Regions from separate parts of the Bos taurus genome. Here region 1 is linked to region 2. The links are chromatin contacts, called in public Hi-C maps. All regions are on one chromosome and are shown on one strand. Each heading gives the region's core, a stretch centred on a gene start, on an enhancer-like site or on the middle of the called end of the contact. The rest is flanking DNA. Distances are from core to core; before and after follow the strand shown.

Region 1 (4,313 bases), core at 1,092-3,591, 92 kb before region 2:
ATCTCCTTGCTGTTCAAGGGACTCTCAGGAGTCTTCTCTAGGAACACAGTTTGAAGGCATCAATTTTTTGGTGCTCTGCCTTATTTACTTTATTACTCTTAGCAATACTTGGATCCTAAAAATGCCTATATATTTTTGGCATGTAGAAATCACAGCTTTTTAAAACTGGAAGTGATTTTAAGATCATCAAAATCAAATTGCTTCACTTTACAACTGTGGACACTGAGGCCTGTAAAAGTTACATGACTTGCTTAATGCTGGGGTATGAATGGCTGGGCCATGACTAGAAACAATGAAATGGATTTCTAGTTTACCACTATTTCCATTACCATGCCTATCCTACTTCAGATGATAGCCTAAGGTTTTAAAACAACAGTAATAATGATAACAACTGTATTTATTAACAACTTTAATCTGAATTTATTATATCAGAGCAATTTATTATTTCCAATTAGAATTTATAATGGGCATTTCAGTGACGCTGACACTAGCCTGCCATGCCCTTCTGTACAAGCTCAAAATGTATCCATCAAGCTTCCTAATTTACTCTTTGGTAATGATGAGTCCTGTTTATTTTTAAATACATTTAAAAATGTATTTGCGGAGTTCTGTTGAAATGAGATATTTTTAAAAAGAATTTCAACTGTCCTGGTGAAAAAAAAGACCCCATGGATTTTTATCTCTTAGGGCAAGCATTTGAGTAATCAATTTGAAAACTCTATTACATATTTTTTCCTTTATCTAAGAAGCAGACAAAAATTCTGGTCTTTTTTCATCTTGGTCCAATTCTTGTGCTAATTTCACTGTGATTTCTGCTATGCATGTGAACTATGACCATATACAAAAATGGTCTTGGCTGTGGGCAAAGATTAATTGGTGAAAAATGGGCCTGTTTGTGGGATTTACCACACAGTAAGGTTTCACATCTCCCTGGAAAAATGTGGAATTAGCTCTTTGAGACATGCAGGCCTGTCATGAGGTGGAAGGGAGAGTTTTGGAGGAGGGAAACACAGTTCAGTCACTAAGATAGTTATGATTGGTGAGATTCCAGAGCAGTCCCTTCCGTACAGCAGTTCTTCCCGCTTTCGAGTCCGTGTTTCCCACATGTAGCTAGTTTCATCAGTAATTCACAGATAGCATCTTATTTGGCTTCTCTCACGGCCAACTGATCCAAACCTGGCAATGGTCTTGGAGTGAACTCCTAATCCTCCCATTCCCCCCACCCCCAATATGCAGTTACAGTGGAAAGCCTTCAATGTGGGAAGATCTTTTCGACAACAGATTTTCCATGCTTCCTGAGGCAGAAACAGATGTGGACCCACTGGTAGTTTGGCAAGGGTGCAGGGACGATGGGACGGTAGCTCCTCCCTTTATTAAGATGGTTCTTGAGGAAGACAGACTCGGTAATACCGACTAGGATGCTCCCAGGGAGCGCTCGACGTACGTGCTCCTCCCTAAAAAGCCACTGCAAGGGCCTGCTGCATGGCTCAAGAATCCCCGCTGCTGTTAAGGACAGACCTAGCCACAGTGATCAAGGCTTCTTCCCCATGACTTTGGTGGGGACTGGCACTTACCAGGTCGCAGCTCGGCTTGGACATCCCAAGGGTCCACCCTAAACTGGGATGGGGGTAAAGGCGGGACCCGTCGCCTCCCCACCTCAACTCGGTTTCTCTACTAGGCACTCCCCTTGGGGACCATAAGCGCCCTCTTTCCCTACGCCCCCAGTGGTAACCTGTCGGAGCCTGCCTGAGGTCTGTGACTTACCCCAAAGGAACCTGAGCGCCTGGGGGGAATCCCAGGATGGCGGGCTTGCCCCCTTCTATCCGAAAAGGGTCCCTCCCATTCCTCCCAACCTGGATCGGTCTCCGGGCGGCCGCAAGCCGCGCTCTCCCCAGTCTGGGAACGCTGAGGCGGCTGGGGTCCCCAGCCCGCGATGGGGCAGGCGGCCGGCAGGAGCGGCGGCGCCCTTGGCTGCCGGACGGGCCGGGGCGCGGGCGCGCGCAGGCGGGCGGGCGGGGCGCGCACCCGGCCGGGACAGCGGCGGGGGAGGAGCGCCCGCCCGCCGCTCGCGCGCCCAACGGACCAGGCTGGGGCCGAGAGGTAACTGTTGCAGCCCGCGGGAGCCGGGAGGCGACGCGGACACTCCAGTCCCAAGAAGTGCCCGGGGTAACAGGAAGGGGGGCGGGGTCCGGCCACCGAAGTCCCGGAGAGGAGCCCCCTCCGCCCCTCTTCTCAGCCAGCATGTCCCGGACCCCGCCGCTCCTCCACCCGCGCGGCGGGGACCCCGGGCCGCGGCGGCGGGCGCAGCCCTGACGCGCCGCCGAGCCGGGGGGCGCTCCGAGCGTGGGGGCCAGGCGGGAGGGAGCGCGAGCGGCCGCTGCGGTCCGAGCGGGGCGTGCCGAGCCCCCGCGGCCACCGGGCGTCCCGGCCATGAGGAGGGACGAGCGAGACGCCAAAGCCATGCGGTCCCCGCCGCCGCCGGACGGGGCCGCCTCGCCCCCCGAGAGTGTGAGGAACGGCTACGTGAAGGGCTGCGTGAGCCCCCTGCGGCAGGACCCTCCGCGCGGCTTCTTCTTCCACCTCTGCCGCTTCTGCAACGTGGAGCTGCTGCTGCCGCCGCCCGCCTCCCCTCAGCAGCCGCGGCGCGGCTCCCCCTTCTCCCGGGCGCGCCTCTTGCTGGGCGCCTTGGCCGCCTTTGTCCTCGCCCTGCTGCTCGGCTCGGGGCCCGAGAGCTGGGCTGCTGGGGCCGCCCGGTTGCGGACCCTGCTGAGCGTCTGCTCGCAAAGCCTCAGCCCCCTCTTCAGCATCGCCTGTGCCTTCTTCTTCCTCACCTGCTTCTTGACCCGGACCAAGCGGGGCGCCGGGCCGGGCCGGAGCGGCGGCGGCTCCTGGTGGCTGCTGGCACTCCCCGCCTGCTGTTACCTGGGGGACTTCTTGGTGGGGCAGTGGGAATCCTGGTCTCGGGGGGACGGAGACGCCAGGGCCCCGGTCCCGCACACACCCCCAGCGGTGGCGGGCCGGTGGTTCTTGGTGCTGAGCTGCGTGGGCTTGTTGACGCTCGCGCAGCCGGGGAGGCTCCGGCACAGCATCGTGGTGCTGCTCTTCTCCAGCTTCGTCTGGTGGGTGTCCTTCACCAGCCTTGGGGCGCTGCCTCCAGCCCTCCGGCCCCTGCTGTCCTGCCTGGTGGGGGGCGTCGGCTGCCTGCTGGCCCTGGGGCTGGATCACTTCTTTCAAATCAGGGAAGCTCCCCAGCAACCTCAGTTGTCCAGTACCGCAGAAGAAAAAGTGCCTGTGATCAGACCCCGGAGGAGGTCCAGCTGCGTGTCATTCGGAGAAACTTCAGGCGGTTACTATGGCAGTTGCAAAATGTTCAGGAGACCTTCGTTGCCTTGCATCTCGAGAGAACAGGTATGTTTCCAGAAAGGAAAGGTTTGCTAAGGAAAGGAGGGCGGTTTTATCGCTTCAGTTCCTGAATTGAATTAGTGCGTTTGAAAGCTTGTTTACTTCCAGGGTGAAAAAAAAAAAAAAGTTTTATTCTGGAAATAACTCCTAAAATACAGGAAGCTTAGAAAAACAAAAACAAAAAAACGCAGAAGTACCATTTATCTTTGAATAGAAATGAAATAGCAGACTAAGCATGCTACACTTTTTAAAGAGATTGTTTATGCAGTAGATGCGTTCTCAGAAGAATGAAGTGAATTATTTGAAGAATTACATTATGACACTTCTGGTGTCATTTATTTGTTGCTGTAATAATGGTGCTGTTTCCCTCAAAGATAACATACAGCCGTTAGAATGAGTGAATATATAGATGTGTGAATTTTAATCGGTATTAAATAATCAGTATTATTCTTGATAATAGGACAAATCTTAGGTCTTACAATTAAAAGAAAAGTGATGAGTTTTGGAACAGAGACTTGTTAACTTAGATGAAAAGACCGTTGGGGATAATTTTAAGAGGTTTCTTCCCCCACCCCCACCCCAAATTTCAGCAGTAATAAGCTAATATAATCTTTTACAGACTAACTCGTGGTCCTGTGTGTTTGTTGCATAATTAGGAGAATGTTGTAACAATTTAACCTTTAATCTTAGTAATGTTTGGAAATATACCAAAAACGTTTACAATTTATTTTTCTGTAGGTTTACATTTTTTTTTTTAAGGAATTGAAATCATTATTAGGGAAAGAGTTTGTCTTGATAGCCTAGGGAAATCTTACCTGTTCTACATTAGGAAGAAACTCACTAAGTATAGCTACTATTCACTGAGCATTTTACTAAGTGCAAAATACTTGTATTGTCTTAAACCTTCACAA
Region 2 (3,915 bases), core at 486-2,985:
AAACAAAAAGTAAACATTACCCTTGAGGAACTCTGCTATAAATGGGAGCAAAGAAATGGGATACAGGCTGAGTGTAAGATCATGAAAAAGTTTGTGTGTGTGTGAGAGGTGAGAAATTGCGGCATGTTTATAGTCTAACGGGAATAATGGCAATGATTTAGTAGAGAGAAAAAATGATGGAAGAGCGAGGGAGAGAGCTGCTTGTGAAGCATTCTCAGGTAGACACCTGGATTGGATCTTGGGATCAAACCCATGGAGGAGGGCATGGCAGCCTACTCCAGTATTCTTGCCTGGAGAATCCTACGGACAGAGGAAGCCTGATGAGCTACAGTCCATGGAGTTGCAAAGAGTCGGACACTTCTGAAGCAAGATGCAGGTACCAGCAGATTGGATCTAGACCATTTATGGAAAAGTGAGTCATTGACTAGAGCTCAGCAAGTTCAACTGTACTAACAGAATGAAATGCAGGAAATACGGGATCAAGTATTGGAGGGTAATCTATGATTTGATGATCTATTTTTATTATTTTTGGAAAGAAATCTCATTAAAAGCTTAAATAATTATCCTTTCAGCATAGTAGTAGAAAGAGAATAAAATTTGAAGGGCGATAAATCTGAGTTCAGATACTCGCTCTGCAATTTACTGCTGCTACTGCTGCTAAGTCGCTTCAGTCGTGTCCGACTCTGTGCGACCCCATAGACGGCAGCCCACCAGGCTCCCCCGTCCCTGGGATTCTCCAGGCAAGATACTGGAGTGGGGTGCCATCGCCTTCTCCACTGCAGTTTACTAGCTGACACCTGATAGAACTTGGTTCACAATGTCCCTGTATTTAGGATTGCAAGAAATATTAATGGAATTCACTCCAAGGTGGTTCAAATAAACCTTAAGAGAAGGAACAAGCCTAAGAGGGTGATCAAGGGATGGTTAGGCAGCTCGAGAGCTAGTAACACTAGAAAGCTGTTACCTCACCTGAGGCTGATAGAGCAAGGATGGAAATAGTGTTTCCAGAGTCACAGCTGAAGTTGGGAAGGGAAGACCAACTGATTAAGAGCTGTAGTCATGGAGGCAGCAGAAAGGGCACAACCATTTTCCTCTCCTCCCACACTCCAGTTTCCTGCCATCATCTTCCAACCTAAGTAGAAGTCAACTGCATGGCAGCTTGGGAGATGCAGAGTGTCGGGGTCAGCCTTCCCATCATGGAGAGGAGGACAAAGAAGGGATCTGAGAGGCAAATGGAGAATAATTAGTATAATCACTAAGCCTTAACTTCTCCATATATAAATGGGGTTACTTGCACAATTGTTGTGATTCCACATGGCTGCCAAGCACCTGCCATATTACTAGCACATAGTAGTGCTGATAATATAGGATGGTGTAGCATAATACATGCATATGTATGGCTGACTTCCTTCGTTGTTCACCTGAGACTGTCACAATATTGTTAATCAGCTATACCCCGATACAAAGTGGGAAAAAAAAAAGATCGTTTAGCATAAAGTTTAAGAATCCTTAAAAAGCTTTGCAATGAGACAGATCTGAATTTAATTTCTGTCTCTGCCACTTACTAGTCATGTGACTCTGGGCAGGGTACTTCACCTTTTTAGTCTCTGTTGTGTCATTTGTAAAATGGGGAAATAGGCTTACCACAAAGAATTCTAGTGAAGATTAAAGAAGCCATGGTATATTAGGCGGCCGACGGTGCTGGTGCACAGCGTGCAGGCTCAATCACCACAGCTGTAGTCGTATGTTTTGATTGATTGGTAAGGATAGCAAATGAGGCTAGTTTCCAAGTAATACTAGTCTCCACCCCCACCACACACCCCGCCCCCCCTTTTTTTGGCCCTTATTCTCAGGTTTCCACCCCACCACACAGGAGAGACACACACACCCTTTTTTTCTTGCCCTTATTCTCAGGTTTTCTGACTGGGGCCTTTATTTGTCATGCAGGGGTCAAGATGACTGTCGTTGCACTTTAGACTATTAGAAAGTACAGTTGTACAGTTTTAGTTTAGCTTTTTAGGGTGTCCATTTATTTTATGTTTTTGGTTTATGGTCAATAAACATAGTTAAATGGGCCTAAAGTTGAAAGGCACAGAAAAAGTTGAAAGTACTGAAATTTGAGAAATTAACCTAGATTTATACACGAAGCTCAAGTGAAAAATGCTGAAAATAAAGTATGTTTTAACAGTTAATTCACAGCTGTTACATAATAGCTAATCTTTCAAATTTCACATAAATGTCACAGTTCTGTAAGCTTAACTTGAGGACACATATATGTTTTTCTTCTTGGCTACATTAGGGAACAATGAAGTAAAACCTCATTGACGTAATTGAACCTGATAACATCTCCTGGTTGTGCTGCTGATGTTTCACTGTGGTGGTGGTGGTTTCATAGAGCTCTGTAAAGCATGTTGGACTTACAAACATATTCAAACAGAAACTTTAATCAGGATTCAACTTTTTAACCACAAAGAAAAGCTGAGTTTATAAAAGCACAGTTTTGGATTTACTTTATCAAATCAACTAAAAGAATTTTTTTTAATAATAGGCATCTCATATGTTACTTAAATTGAAAATACTGTTTTTAAAAGTATTTTTGAACAGATGTCTACAGTGTGTGAAAATACTAATTTCTGATACTGTGTAAATTTGAATTTAGATGGAAAGAGACAAATGGAGTACTGGAAGCTCCTAAAAACAGCAATTAAAATTAATCCTTTCATGAAATGTGGAGAAGGCAATGGCACCCCACTCCAGTACTCTTGCCTGGAAAATCCCATGGACGGAGGAGCCTGGAAGGCTGCAGTCCGTGGGGTCGCTGAGGGTCGGACATGACTGAGCGACTTCACTTTCACTTCACTTTCATGAAATGACGTCTTATCATATAATAGAACCATGTTTTGAGAACATACCATAGTCACTAAAACTCTTTTTTCACTTGATTCAAAATTTAATAATATTTGAATTATTTATCCTTATATTTATTTATAGGATTTCCTTTGGTATTGAGAGTGAAGTTTAGGTTTTGCTGACTTTGGAACAATTGATATAGAACATATATTGGCTACTTGGAAGTAAAATTGTAAAAGAGCTATGTGTTATTTTGGAGGAATGAATGCTTCTACCAATGTTTCTTAAACTTTTAATATTCATGCACCATCCACTGTGTATTCAGTATGTGTGGCGGTTACCTACGAGTATTAAATAAATGCATTAAAATGACTCAGTTTTTAAAAATGAAATTAGTGAACATTGTTTGCAATATTAAAGATATTTGTTTTAGCTCACTGATGAGTAAATCGGTTGTGTGTTGTAGATTCACAACCTATATAACACAATCTGTATATCCAACCAGATTCTTTTCTCTATTTTCTTAAATTGAAAAAATTAAAGCAAAATTGTAATTTACAGTGGGATGCAGCAAGTAGTTTTTCTGACGTTGATTCTGAATACTGAAATCCAACATGGACCCTGTAATCATAAAGAGATTTCTCACTGAAGATTACTTTTGAGGCTGTGTCTGTTGCTAAGTTAATGGGCATTGTCATGGTTAAAAACTTGAGAAATAGAAGCTCTTTGCATTTTATTGCAAAAAATACTTCTATCTGCTATTTATAGTTTTTATTTGCACTGCATTTTCCCACAGCACACCGAAAAGATGTACTTTGTGTGGCCAAACATTGAATGCATTTACTCTTACACTATTTCTCTACCACTGAATCGTGCCCAGCGTGTGTGTTTTAACCACCAGCCGTTTTCTGTGAATAAAGCAGTGATAGATCTGCAGTTAAGAGATATTCTCATTGTTTAGCCAGGCTCTTCTTTGATGTGCAGTAACTGATTGAGAACTAATTCCAGCACATTTCCAAGTCTGTATCATAGTTCACAAAATAATGATTAAATAGGAAAAAAATC

What was found. A called contact is a pair of places that touch in the nucleus more often than the background predicts.
Region 1: a contact with region 2 is called in a Hi-C map of an unstated tissue, with 4 times the contacts expected there. The contact joins the promoter of PDE3B here to the enhancer-like site in region 2. A contact is called at or near these places in 2 of 11 Hi-C or Micro-C datasets (blood and an unstated tissue).

What each region holds. Positions count from the first base shown.
Region 1 is chr15:38,093,541-38,097,853 of ARS-UCD2.0, reverse strand. It overlaps PDE3B (phosphodiesterase 3B), which reads left to right and starts at 2,341. Exons shown (of 16, transcript XM_002693045.7): 1 at 2,341-3,408. The coding sequence starts at 2,431. It overlaps LOC132342325 (a long non-coding RNA gene), which reads right to left and starts at 2,920. Exons shown (of 2, transcript XR_009490657.1): 1 at 2,832-2,920.
Region 2 is chr15:38,001,296-38,005,210 of ARS-UCD2.0, reverse strand. The region is part of intron 1 of PDE3B (phosphodiesterase 3B); the gene reads left to right. Among named protein-coding and RNA genes, the nearest start is that of PDE3B, 92 kb to the left of the region's middle. Within about 2 kb of position 1,735, at least 21 of the 102 cell types and tissues checked have an H3K27ac peak or open chromatin away from gene starts, as enhancers often do. A contact at or near this core is called in blood, where this site is marked.